Linked DNA regions of Mus musculus: region 2 is linked to region 1. The links are chromatin contacts, called in public promoter capture Hi-C maps. All regions are on one chromosome and are shown on one strand. Each heading gives the region's core, a stretch centred on a gene start, on an enhancer-like site or on the middle of the called end of the contact. The rest is flanking DNA. Distances are from core to core; before and after follow the strand shown. Region 1 holds the start of Hs3st6 (heparan sulfate (glucosamine) 3-O-sulfotransferase 6). Region 2 holds the start of Meiob (meiosis specific with OB domains).

Region 1 (6,562 bases), core at 2,345-4,844:
AGGGGAAATGATAGGCCTCAGGCCTCCCCTGACCCACCTGAAAGAGGGGATTCCACAGAGCTTGTGTTCCCAGAGCTCCTGTCCCAATACTTGTACAGTCAGGACACATGTTGGAACATCACCCAGCCACTGCCAGGAAAAGTTCAACAGAGTACAACTCAAGGTCTGCAAATCAGTCCCAAGCCCTCCTGCAAACTTACCCTCCCTGAGCCTCAGAAGCCTTGCCTGGTGAGCTTGGAGAGAGAAGACCTATGTGTCTGGAGGGTGTGAACAAGCAGAGCGGAGCTCTGTCAAGTAGCTCCATGAACTGTACCTACCATTGTGCTCACCCCATCTGGTCTGCATTTCTCCACGGCTCCCAGACAGCCTGAGACCACACCCCGTTTGCCCAGCCCCTCCAGCGCACCACCACAACCTCTATATCCCACACCTCATTTGGGCCAGATCCAAAGAGCCCAGGGAAAACTGGTTACAGATCCTATCCCAGTGTCTGAGAGTGTTAGGGAACCAAGTCTCCAGCCACAGAAGCAAAGACTATTCCCAGCCCCTCCTCCTGCATACCGTGACATCCCCTCATATGGACTGACCCATTAAACCCCGGGAACCACAGGGCTTCTCCTACCTGTGCCCCTTCTTACCTCCTCTTGCTTTTCCAGAAAATATGACCTGACAGACGTCCCAAACCTTAAGATGACCACTCAGTGAGTAAGCTAACTGGACTAGTAAATGTTGCAGGATTTTGAGTGTGGTCAGGGCCGTGGCCCCCAAGATGGAAGACCCTTAAAAAGCCCAAGAAGCTGAGGATGTAATTCAGTTGGCATAGGATTTGCCCAGTATGCACAGGGCCTGAGTTCAACTCCTAGACCTGCATAAGAACAGCCAAGAACTGGGTATGGTGGCACAGGCCTCCATCTCTTTTTGAGTTTGAGGCTGGCATGATCTACACTGCAAGTTCCAGGCGAGCCACAAATGCAGAACTGGGACCCTGCCTCAAAAACCAAATCCCTTTGGGTGGGTGGCATGACTCAGCAAGTAAAAGCCTTTGCTGTGCAAATCTGTTGACTGCATTCAATCTCCAGATCTCACAGGGGGAAGAGAGGAGATTCCTAAGAGTTAGCCTCTGACCTACATGTTCTTGTCAGCATATTCATTCTCTCTCTCTCTCTCTCTCTCTCTCTCTCTCTCTCTCTCTCTCTCTCTCTCTCTCTCCACACACACACACACACACAAAGAGAGACAGACAGACAGACAGACAGACAGACATAGTGGTACCTATAATGAAGATATCTGTAATCCCCTGCACTGATGAGGTGTAGCTAAGGGGATGAGAAGTTTAACCATCCATGGCCACACTGAGAATCTGAGGCTAACATGTGCTACAAGAGACCCTGTCCCAAAAGTAGCAGCAACAAAGCCAAAGAAATAATGTAATGGAGAAGCAGAGAAGATAATAGTTGTGCAAAAAGCAACCCAGGGCCCCTCTGCTGAGTCCAGCAGATACACGGGTCACTGCCTGAATGAGGCAGATCACAGCCCAAGATGAGCAGTACCTCCCCAGTGGCTGCTCCTCTCCCACCTCCCTCCCTCAGCCCAGGTCCTGTGACTGGAGATACCACCATGGTATCAGGTGGTAACTTTCAGAGGCTCAGTGCATGCATGTGATGGGTTGAAGGGACATTACCTGAGAAGCTGCCACCAGAGAGCTATAGCCAAGTGAAGAAGACACTAGGCTATACAGTCCCGAATCCCAGACAGGCCACTTAGCTTACTCCACACTTCTGAGCAAATCCAGAGCAGCAAACCACAGAGGATAACCCTGAGTAGGGTGGGGCCTCGGGTCCCTCCCTTCCCCAGCATCCTCTGCACACTTCCACATGGATCCTGAAGCTGTGCTGTGTCCTGAACGCTCCCTCCTCCCATGCTGAGAACATCAGTGTTCCCGAGAACCTCTCCTCGGGTAGTACTGACCCTTAGAGGTCTCGAGCTTGTTCTCTCCCAAACCCGTTAAGACCGGTCTTAGTGCAAAAGGCAGAGTTAGCAAACGGGAGTACAGAAGAACCCGGGAAACAGTCAGTGTGCCACCCGCACTGACTCTCCAGGTTATCATGGCTCAGCTCGGGCTTGCAGAAGAGGCAAGCCAATATAGCCCCATTTCCCTACATGAAGGAGCAGGGGGCCCTCGATGCCTGCAGGAGGCGGTGGGCGGAGCCTGTGGGTAGTCACACCAGAAGGGAGGAACCAGAATCTGACCATCCACCAGGACATACTGCTGTACCTGGGGTAGTGCTCCCCACATTCCACTGCTGCATCCCAAGTCCTCCTGTATGTAGAAAGGACAGCTACAGAAGGGTGTATTCCAGTCCCCACCCTTGGGCTAAACCAAAGAGCAGAGTCTCCCTCCTCAAAGCCCAGACCTAACTTTCTTCAGACTCCAGCAGCTATAGAGGGCTCCCTGATGCAGGGTGAGGGAGAGATTCTTAGGGGTGGAAAGGCACTTTCTAGAACACTTCTGGAAACCTGGAGGCCCTTCCAAAATATACTTGACTAGTGGTCAGATAATTACCAGTACTTACCCAGAGTTATAGCAGGGAATGGACAGACACGAAGGGATGATAAAGTGACTGAGCTCCAAGTATCTCTAAGGCTGCCAAGTAGCTCCACCGGGATTATATTGATATAAACCATAATAATATATGGATATATATTAGTAGCTTAGTGGTAGAATACTCGTTTAGTACATTTGAGGCTTCAGGTTCAATTCCCTGACCCTCTAAAAAGGAAAGTCTACCTGCCCAGTTATCTCACTCGCTTGAAACTACTTTCAAGATAGGATCATGCCTCGCTGAGTCCCTTGGCCACCCAACAGGAGAACAGAGTTTTCTCTGAGATTTTCTAATTCCTGCGACCCTTGGCTATAGATGGCCTCTCCTTCGAGGGTCGCTGTGCCCAGGAAATCAAGGCTATTTCCCTAACAGGCTTGTTTTAGACCCAGTGCCCAGGATTCTACCCTACTCATCCTGGGTTCTAAGAAAGCACAGTCCAAGGCACACACCGACGAGGCGCGGACCAGCAGGGACGCTCACCGGTACCAGGCGAGGCCGCGATCATAGCACCTGTCGAAGAAGTGGGGTTCAGAGCCAAGTGCACGGACGTCGGGGTGCAACCGCAGGAACTCCAGCAATGCGCGCGTGCCGCCTTTCTTCACACCCACAATGAGCGCCTGAGGAAAGCGCCGGCGCCCCGGGCCGCTGGCCACCGGCAGGCCGGGTGCTCTCAGACGGAGGGAGGTGTGGGGCGGCTCGGCGGGTGCAGGAACCGGAGCAGGGGCGCGGGCGGCAGGTGGACAGCGGCCGGGGAGGGCGAAGAGGCAGTAGGCGCTTAGCAACAGAACTACGAGCGCCAGCGGAGCACGGAGAGCACGCAGTGCAGTCCCCTGGCCCGTCCCCGCACCCTGGAGGTCACCGGCCCCGCCGCCCAGGCCACCGCTACCTGCCATGGGGTCGCTTCGCGCTCAGGCTCGGGAGCGGGAACCGCAGACAGGTGCGCATCCCGGCTATAGTGCGTCGCCCGCTCAACCCCAGGGCGCCCGGCTTCTGGGTTGAGCTCCGCAGCCTCGCAACCCTGGAGCCGGAGAGGGGCGGGGCGGGGCGGGGCGGGGCGGGGCGGGGCGGGGCGGGGCCGAGACGCCCCTCCCCAGCCCTCGCCTGGGACTAGCGACTCCAGCTAACTTCCAGAGCGACCAGGAGCTATCCCAGCTACCCCAACACTCCTCCTGAGCTGGTCTCCGGTTCGCTTGGCTCCAAAGTCTTCGCTCTTACACTACGGGAATGCGTGGCGCGGAGGGACACAAGACTGGGCGAGTGGGAATCCCCGTTCTGTCCTTTAAAAGTCTATCTCTGCCCCTTTGGACCAGGGCGACAGGTGTGCGGCCTCAGCCCCTGTTTCCCGGAGCCAGGGCCTCATCACCGGAGGACACCGTGTCCAGGAATCGCCTGTGCAGGAAGGATGGAGCCAGGCATACATCCGGCGCGGAAAGGGTCCCCATGCATCTTTGAGCCTGTGACAGGAATGCTTGTTGCATTACTTGCCAACAGTCCACCTAGCCATTCATTAGGGTGGGAGCCCTGCCCTGTGGAGAGAGCTTGTCCGATAGTCGGGCCACCATTTTAAAGTCCTTGTATCAAATAGAGCTGGCCTCCCCAAGATGTCAGTGATCCCTTCGGGAAATTGCAAAGCGGTGACACGCCCCCTCGCCCCCCAGGAGTGAAAAGGCCTGTACTAGGAGGCAGGGGAGGCATCTGGGTTCTGTCTGTGGAGCTTCCTCTGAGCATAGTGAGATTCCCGGGGCCCTCACATGTGTGAAACCTACCAGACACTGCAGAAACTTCTCACCCACCCACCCACCCCCACCCCACCCACCCACCCCCACCCCACCCCCGCGCCTCCATGTCCTGTTCCTGGCTCACCGAGTCTACAAAGCTGCTTACTAGGAATGCAGAGGAGGAAAGACTCCATCCAGGATGCCGAATAAGTTGCCCTGACCAGGGAAAAGGTAACGGCGCCTCTTCTTTCTGCCTCTGTCCGACTTTCCTGGCTGCCCAGTCTAGTCCCTGCCCCAGTACCCTTACTCAGCCTCTGCCCTCGGCTCTGTTTATTAATCAGCAGTCCGTGGGTCTCATGGCATCTGAACAAGTCTCACACTGCAGGCTGCCTCTGAGGGACAGAAAACTCCAATGACCCACAGACATTTAGTTCCCACCCTGAGGGCAGCTAGGTACAAGGGGGACATGCACCACCCAAAACTAGTCCCAGACACCAGAGCTACATTTGCTTGTCAGGGCAAGCTGGTGCCAGCAGCCCTGTGGGCGGGTTTTTAGTCCAGCACTGTCTGGGAAGCATGTTAGTACATGTAGGGACCTAGGAAGTTCTTCTTCGGATCTAGCTGTAAATGGGATTTGTTGAAGACAAGCTGGTTCTCCTCTGAGCACTCCCAGGGAGGTCCCATACTGCCCGATTACACCTTCACAGTCTGAGTTGTCACCACTTGAGACTTAGTCCCTGGTAATCCCCCCATCTCCTCAGTGCTGGCTAAGTTCCTACCTCCTGCTGGTGATTTCCTCTGCAGGATGCCTTTCCACAGGGCAGAAGACTCTCCAGGAGACACTGGCCCGGAGCAGCTGAGAGTTTGGAAGCTGACTCTCTTTCTCCATCTTCCCTCTGGCTCTCTTGGCGGGAAGGGGTACAAATCTGGAGATCCCCCTGATGGCACCCATTCCCAAGCTCTCCAAAACTCCTAACATGGTGCTGGCATGCAGAGACTACTCAATACATACTGATTAGAGAGGAGAGGGTAGAAAAGGCATTCTGGAGGTGATGGCCAGATAAGAAGTTAACCAAATTCAGGCAGAAGAGGGAGTGGTAATGGCTGCTCAGCAGAACACAACAGCCAGAGAGATTGGAATGGGAATGCAAGCTCATCTTGCAAGGAGATAGGAGAGGAGAAGGGCCTATTAAAGTCCCTTCCTCTGGCCCATGGCCACAGGCTACGGCCACCATCAAGTCTTTGGGGTGATAGCTTTCTTGAGGTTCAGCTCACATACTATTCAAAACTAGACATCATTGACTTCCAGAACGTTCATCATGTTGTGCAAATATGGCTATCATCGACTTAAATGTTTATTTTAGATTTTATTTTGTTATTTACGTGTAGGACTGGATTTTTTGCCTGCCACTTATGTGTGCATACCACATGTGCCTAGTGTATGAGTATGTCAGAAGAGAGTGTCTGGTCCTCTGGGACTGGAGTTACAGACAGTTATGAGATTCCATGTGAGTGCTAGGAATTGAACTTGAGTCCTCTGGGAAAGCACCCAGTGCTCTAACCACTGGTCCCACACCCACACCTATCAATTTTAAAATATTTTTATCACCCTCCAAAAGAATCCTAGACCCATTAGCAGTCATCCCCTGTTTTCTCTCTTTCAGCATGCATGATAACAAGTCGCCAGTGTGTTTTCTGTTTCTCTGTGCTCACTGGTCTATCACAGACTCATCCAGAGTCTATCAGTTTGCCTCTGACTTCTCTCTGAGCACCACTATTTCCGGGGGCTTCCACAGTGTGGCATGTCAAGGCTCCGTTCCTTTTGTGTCTCACCTGTGGGAAATTTCTGTGGGTCCAAGGTACACCCTCTGAGTGCTGATAGACTCCATTTACCCTGAACCACCACCTTCATGGAGCGCTGGGCTTTAGGGAAGCCCTGAGACACTACTTAGGGGATGGGAAAACACAGTCTAAGGTGAGGGAGGCTGAAGCTGGGGTTCTTTGACTCCCAGGCATCCAGTCACCAATGGGGTGCTGCACAGAGGAGTCAGGAATGAAGGATCAGGGATCCATGGAACCCGCAAAGAGGTCAGAACTGGGTGCTCCCAAACTCCTGGATAGCTAGGTGCTGCTGGGTCAGGAGGAGTTGGGAAGGGAGTTGGAACCTGCGGGCTGAGGACTATTGATGGACGATGAACCTGGGCCAGGGAAATGGGGGATTCTGGCTTAGCTCATTGGCAA
Region 2 (6,562 bases), core at 2,131-4,630, 51 kb before region 1:
AGGGTTTCTCTATGTAGTCTTGGTTGTCCTGGAACTCACTCTGTAGACCAGGCTGGCCTCGAACTCAGAGATCCACCTGCCTCTGCCTCCCAAGTGCTGGGATTAAAGGCGTGCACCACCACGCCTGGCTGACTTTGGGTCTTTTAAAAAATTATACTTATTTCCTTACTAGAGGGTGGAAGTCAGAGGACAACTGGTGGGATCAGTTCTCTCCATCTACCATGTGGATCTGAGGGACTGAACTCAAGTCATCAGGCTCCACAGCAAGCATCTTTACCCACTTAGCCATCTCTATCTACCCAACCCCATCTACCCAACCCCAACAACCTCAGCCTCTAGAATGGTGGGATTGAGGTATGTGACGCTATGCCCAGCTTTTAAAAAATGTTCATGGGCGTTTTGCTACACACTTGTGTGTCTGGTGCCAAAGGAGACCAGAAGCGTCAGATCTCCTGGAACTAGAGTTATAGATGGTTGTGAAACACCCTGAGAATCAAACCTAGGTCATCTGGAGGAGCAGCAAGTGATCTTAACCATGGAGCCATCTCTCTAGCCCATTATGCCCAATACTCGGCTTCTGTTCTGATCTTCTCCATCTGTCTGTCTCTTTTCCACATGACAAACCATCTTTTAGATCATATCACTTCCTTGCTTTATAAACCTTTCCAGAGCATTGAGAACAAAGTCTAAACTTGCCATAGCCTGCAGTGTGAAGAGCCTTTACTGTCTCCACCTCTCTTCAAACCACCCTCCAGTGCCTTACTCCCCTAGACCAGAGAAGATGTGGGGTTTGGGAAAAAGCAGCTGCCTTTTTTCTTTTTTTTCCCCAGTCACACCACCTTCCAATCTTCCAAGGACAGGCTCTTCTATATTAGTCCCAAGATGAGGCCTTTCCTGCTACTCATTCTTTGTGTCTGTCTCCTCCTTATAAGGCTGCTTCATAAGATCAGAGCTGTACCTTGTCTCTTCCTCTAATGTAACCACAAAGGACTAGGTACTTCAGGGTATCACACATAGTTGCTACTGTTTGTAGACTGGATCAAATGAAGTCCTAAACAAAAATCATTTTATAATTTGAAGATAATATTGTTACGGCTAACTTTTTAGATAGATATGAATTCTAGTTGAAAAACAGGTGTGGTTTATAGCTTGCTATTCTAGGTAAAGGAAGCTTTCAGAGAACTTGGAAATGACTTTCCTATGTTTTCTGTTTTATTCTACAGATTTATGCTAAGGAAGAGTTCTCCATGATGTTATTTCTATACAGGGTATCTTTGCAACCTCTCACCACAAACCACAAGTTTTGTAACAATGTTTTATAAGACTAGGATTTGTTTCTCTTAGTGCAACAAGTCTCCTTTCTTCCAAACACTCTTGAGTTGTCCATTAGAAAGCTGACCTCCTGGCTACCACACTGGGGAAAGTGTTAGTAACTTTCTATGGTAGTACCTAGCACTGCTTTTGTCAAAAAAATAAATAAATAAAAATTTTAAACATAAAAATTTAGGGGGTGGTCAATAAGATGGCTCACTGAGTAAGGGCTCTTGCTACCAAGACTGGCAACCTGAATCTGATCACCAGAAATCACATGATGCAAGGAGAGAGTCCACTCCCAAAACTTGTCCTCTGACCTCTACACATCCATCGTGGCACCTGACATCTTTACATCATCATCATGTGCGGTATGTATAGTTTATATGCACATGTGTGTACATGAATGTACACAAAGGCCAGAGGAAGAAGCCAGTTCTATTTCTCTTTGCCTTATTTCTTTGAAACAGAGCCTCTCACTGAAACTAAAGCCAGACGGACTGAAGGCTAGCAAGTACCAGTGATCTCTTATCTCCAACCCCCACAAGTGCAGTCATGCCTCACTTTTATGTGGGTGCTAGGATCCAAATTCATCACATCTGCATCCCTTTGTTCTAAGCACTCATCCCTTGAGTCATCTTTCCATTCCCACTCAGTATTTTAACATGTTTCTGATTATTCCAACTGTGTGTCATTCTGGAAAAGGCAAAATCCTGGATATAATGAAAAGAACAGTGGTAACCAGGGGGTGTTATAGGTAGAAGTAAGGGGAAACAAGTGGGACATGAGGTCAGGGAAAGTAATCTGTAGGAATATATGTATTATATATGTTTTACTCATTTTATATAGATGTTTTAACATATATATAACATATTATATATGTATATATATTTTACATACTCTATCCTCCTGGATCCTATATGATATACATACATACTGCATGTAGGCTTCTGATATATCCTGTCCCTATCCTTGAGAACTGACAGGCTCCCTTCCTCCTTAAAACCTCTCTTCCAGCTAGATATGGTGACATATACCTGCAATCTCAGCATTTGGAAAGTGAAGGTAGGAGAATCAAGAGTTCAAGGCTAACCTCAGCTACATAGTGAATTTTTGAAGCCACCCTGGGCTACCTGAGACCCTGTCTCGAGAAGGGAGGGATGGAGGAAGGATTTGAAAGGAAAGAAAGAACCAGACAATTCCGGGAAGATGAAAAGGAAGGAGGAAAGGAGAAAGAAAGGAAGAGAAAGGTAAGCAGGGAGAGGAGAAAGAGAACATTTTTCTCCATTTCCTCTGATGCTTGGAGTGGTGCTGGCTTGTAATCCAAACACAGGAGGCAGAGGCAGGTGAATCACAAGTTCAAGGTTAACCTGAGCTACGTAGGGAGAGCCTGTTTCAACAAACAAACAAACAACTAAAAAGGCCTGTCTCTGGAATTTTGTTTGTTTTGTTTTTCGAAACAAGGATTCTCTGTGTTGCTCTGGCGGCCCTGGAACTCGCTGATTTGGAACTCCACGATCTGCCTGCCTTTGCCTCCCCTCTTGCATGCCTGGGGTTAAAGGAGTGCACCAACCACCCCTGCCTGCCTACGGGATTCATTCTTGTCCTGGGGAGCCTGACAGGGTGAGGATGTGGAGGGTAAGCAACTCCATGGGAGCCATCTGCCGGAATGGAACCTGACAGTACGGCTCTGACCTCGAGAGACACGCTGACCTGGGACACTAACAACCTGGGACCGTGACAGCGAGAAACCTGACAGGAAATGGACGGGCTGGGAGGGAGCTGACAGGAGTGGACAGGCAGGGTAGAACCTGACAAGAAGCAACCGGGCAGGGCAGAAGAGACACGAATGAGTGAGTCTTGACTGGAAGGGACCTGACAGACCGAGGGCCGCGCGCACCGCGGAGAACCTTGGGGACGTCGGCGCGTGCGACCCCGCGCGAGTTTCCCCTCAGCTCAGGCACCAGCTCTCAGAACCGGAGCGCGGTCCCGCGCCGCCGGCCGGATGCCGAAACAGGCAGTCTGGGTCGCGGCTCACCGGATACTTCCGGGCCCGCTAGGTGACCCACGGGGTTCCACCTGACGCCGGTCACGCTCTAGGCCTTCCCACAGCCCGGTGGGCGAACCGCCTGGAGTCCCCGACCGTTAGCTCGAGCCCCGCCCCCTCCGCCCCCTACTGACCGCGCCCCCACTGACTCCGCCCCCAGCGCTTGTGGACTCCGCCCCTATGGCCGCGGGTCTCACGCACGTGTTCACGGTTAGGGGAGAGGCACTACCCATTCCTTGGACTGGAGAACTTTGTTAAGGACTCAGGTGGTGGAGGCCAAGTCGGCCGTAGGTACTGACCCAGAAAAGCCAATTTCGGGGTCACTCGAAGACAGGAGCGGCGACCACGCACCGCACAGGAGCTAGTGAAAGGGGGAAGTCGCTAAGGAAGCAGGCTAGGCATTTGCCGCAGTTCTCTGGTTGGGATCCTGACTAGGGTCTCAGGCTGTCCCCACTGAGCAACCCTCATAAATGTCTTATAATTGCACACGTCTCCGAGAAAGCACAAAGTTACCTTAAGTGAAATATTCTTAATTTAGAGCAGAAAGTGAACTGAAGGAAGACACGGATATAAAAACCGATAGGGTTGTGGAAGAGGAAATGGCCAGATGCTCTTATTAAAGGAGTTTCCCTGGTTTTACCACATACCATATATATCAGGAGGTACACATATAATATTATGTAAAATAATACTATTTGAAAATACCACAGTATTATATAAAATAGATAATACTATTTGGGGGCAGGGACGTTAAGACGGGGTCTTATGATGTCGTTCTGGCCGTCCTGGAACTCACTATGTAGACCAGGCTGACCTTGAACTCTCAGAGGCCTCTGCCTTGGAAGTTCTGTGATTAAAGACATGAGCCATTATGCTGAGCTTAAAATAGATAATACTAATTTTTTTGTTGCTTTTGTTTTTTTAAGACAGGGTTTTCAGGAGGAGGTGGTGGTACATGCCTTTGATCTCAGCACTTGGGAGGCAGAAGCCGGTGGATCTCTGAGTTCAAGGCTAGCCTGGTCTACAGAGTGAGTTCCAGGACAGCCAGGGCTACACAGAGAAACCCTGACTCAAAACAACAAAAAAGACAGGGTTTCTCTGTGTAACAGCCCTTGTTGTCCTAGAACTTACTTTGTAAACCAGGCTGGTCTAGAACTTCAGAGATTGAAGTAGGAGAATCATGTGTTTCAGGATCATGAGTAGCTCAGCTCATGAAGACCTAAAAAAAAAGAAAAAAGGCCAAGTTGGACTATCTAGAACCTGTCTCAAACAAACAAAATTACTACCATATAAAAATCTTACTCTGACTTTCATTAATGAAGTACTTATTGAAATAAGTAAGTTAAGGTCCTATCACTAAATCTATTAAATTTGTCAACATTTAGTATTATTTAATTTTTTTTTCGGTTTCTCTGACAAATATTAAGCAGCCATATGTTAACATATATTACAAAAGAAAACTGCATGTAAGCCAGGAGTGATAGCACATGCCCTCAATCCCAGTTTTAAGGAGGCAGACGCAAGCAGATCTCTGAGTTTGAGGCCAATCTGGTCTACATAGAGAGTTCCAGACCACCCAGGCTACACAGTGAGACCCTGTCGAAAACTAAATTCAAATTTAAAAACACCATTAGTGCCTGGAGAGATAGCTCAGCCGTTAAGAACACTTGTTACAGAGGGCCCAAGTTCAATTCCAGGCACCCATATGGTAGCTCACAGCCATCCATAACTCTAGTTCCAGAGAATCCAAAGTCCTCTTCTGACTTCTGCTGGCACCAGGCATGCAGTGTGCATACATGCATGTGGAGAAAGCATTTACACACACACACACACACACAAAAACAAGAGTACAAAAACACCATTAGAGTCGTTTCCTTCCATCATCAAAATTAATTTTTATTTTTCATTTAAAAAATTCTCGGCCGGGCATGGTGGCACACGCCTTTAATCCCAGCACTCGGGATGGCAGAGGCAGGCGGATTTCTGAGTTCGAGGCCAGCCTGGTCTACAAAGTGAGCTCCAGGACAGCCAGGGCTATACAGAGAAACCCTGTCTCAAAAAAACAAAAAAAAAAAAAATCTCAAACGATAATGGAAGGCAGAATGAATGAAGTACTTCTCACCACTTCAAACTTAATAATAGAAAAATAACTTTAAGCAGAGTTAGTCTCCTGGGCCAGTGAAATGCCTCAGTGGGTAGAAACATTTGCTGTGCAAGTGTAGTCGTCTGAGTTGAATCGCTGGAGCCCACACGGTAGAAGTTGAGAACTGACTCTCGCAAGTCAAGTAGTCCTCTGACCTTCACACACATGCTGTGCGCGGTGCTGTAATATGTACACACATATACCATACATACATACATACATACACATACATGTAAAAATTCTTCCTATATTTGTTCCAGTTTCTCTCTTTTATTATTTATTTATGTATTGTTTTGTTTTGATTTTGAACCAGGTTTTCATGTAGCCTAGCCTGGCTTCAACTCACTATGTAACCTAGAATGACCTTGAACCTCTGATCCTTCTTCCACCTACTGTCTTTTTTTTTTTTTTTTTTAACATTTTCTTTTTTTTCCTTTAATTTGCGTGCATGCGTGTGTGTGTGTGTGTGTGTGTGTGTGTGTGTGTGTGTGTGTGTCACAGATCAGGAGACAACTTGCAGGAACCATGTCTCTCCTTTTCCACTTGAGTCCCAGGGTTGGAACTCAAGTCATCAGGCTTGTCAGCAAGCACCTTTCCCCGTTGAGCCATTTTGCTGACCCACGTCTTTGTCTTTAAAGGGACATAAAATCTTGATTTTCCCCCCAGAGAATAAACTGGCATTTTAAGATGATTTTTTGAAAAATATTTTTAAAATGAAGAAATCTTTATACATTTTAAGGAGTCTCCATGAAGGAATAATATTTCAACTTTTTTCTTGTATCTTGTGGTAGTTTAGCAAATTAAATTTTGCTGAAAGCTACATGAGATTAAACCAGCAGAATTGGTTTCAGGAGGATGCCCCAGGCTTTTCTTAAAATACAACATTTCAAATACAAACCCAGAACCCTAGCATTGTTCACATTAGTAATAAAAACAGGGATATCTTTTTTGGACAAAGAATTGGCTTCCTATATTGGTTCAGAAATTCTGTGTAATTGGCTTGTTCTTAACACAAGAATTGACCTGTCAATACATTTTGGATGTACATGAACAAAAACCGC

The links. Capture Hi-C pulls out chosen DNA fragments and counts their contacts.
Region 2: a contact with region 1 is called in a promoter capture Hi-C map of pancreatic islet. The contact joins the promoter of Meiob here to the promoter of Hs3st6 in region 1. A contact is called at or near these places in 14 of 39 promoter capture datasets (the 3T3-L1 cell line, 3T3-L1-derived adipocytes, the C10 cell line and 10 more), 8 of 15 datasets of contacts at CTCF or cohesin (the G1E-ER4 cell line, embryonic stem cells, hippocampal excitatory neurons and 4 more), 227 of 484 Hi-C or Micro-C datasets (the 3T3-L1 cell line, 3T3-L1-derived adipocytes, the 63-12 cell line and 123 more), 39 of 115 datasets of contacts at active chromatin or transcription factors (the 230-238 cell line, the HPC-7 cell line, Th17 cells and 23 more) and 6 of 9 other capture datasets (adipose tissue, embryonic stem cells, embryonic tail and 3 more).

What each region holds. Positions count from the first base shown.
Region 1 is chr17:24,750,020-24,756,581 of GRCm38.p6, reverse strand. It overlaps Hs3st6 (heparan sulfate (glucosamine) 3-O-sulfotransferase 6), which reads right to left and starts at 3,594. Exons shown (of 2, transcript NM_001012402.2): 1 at 3,084-3,594. The coding sequence starts at 3,496.
Region 2 is chr17:24,801,200-24,807,761 of GRCm38.p6, reverse strand. Meiob (meiosis specific with OB domains) reads right to left here and starts at 3,380. Exons shown (of 14, transcript NM_029197.1): 1 at 3,350-3,380.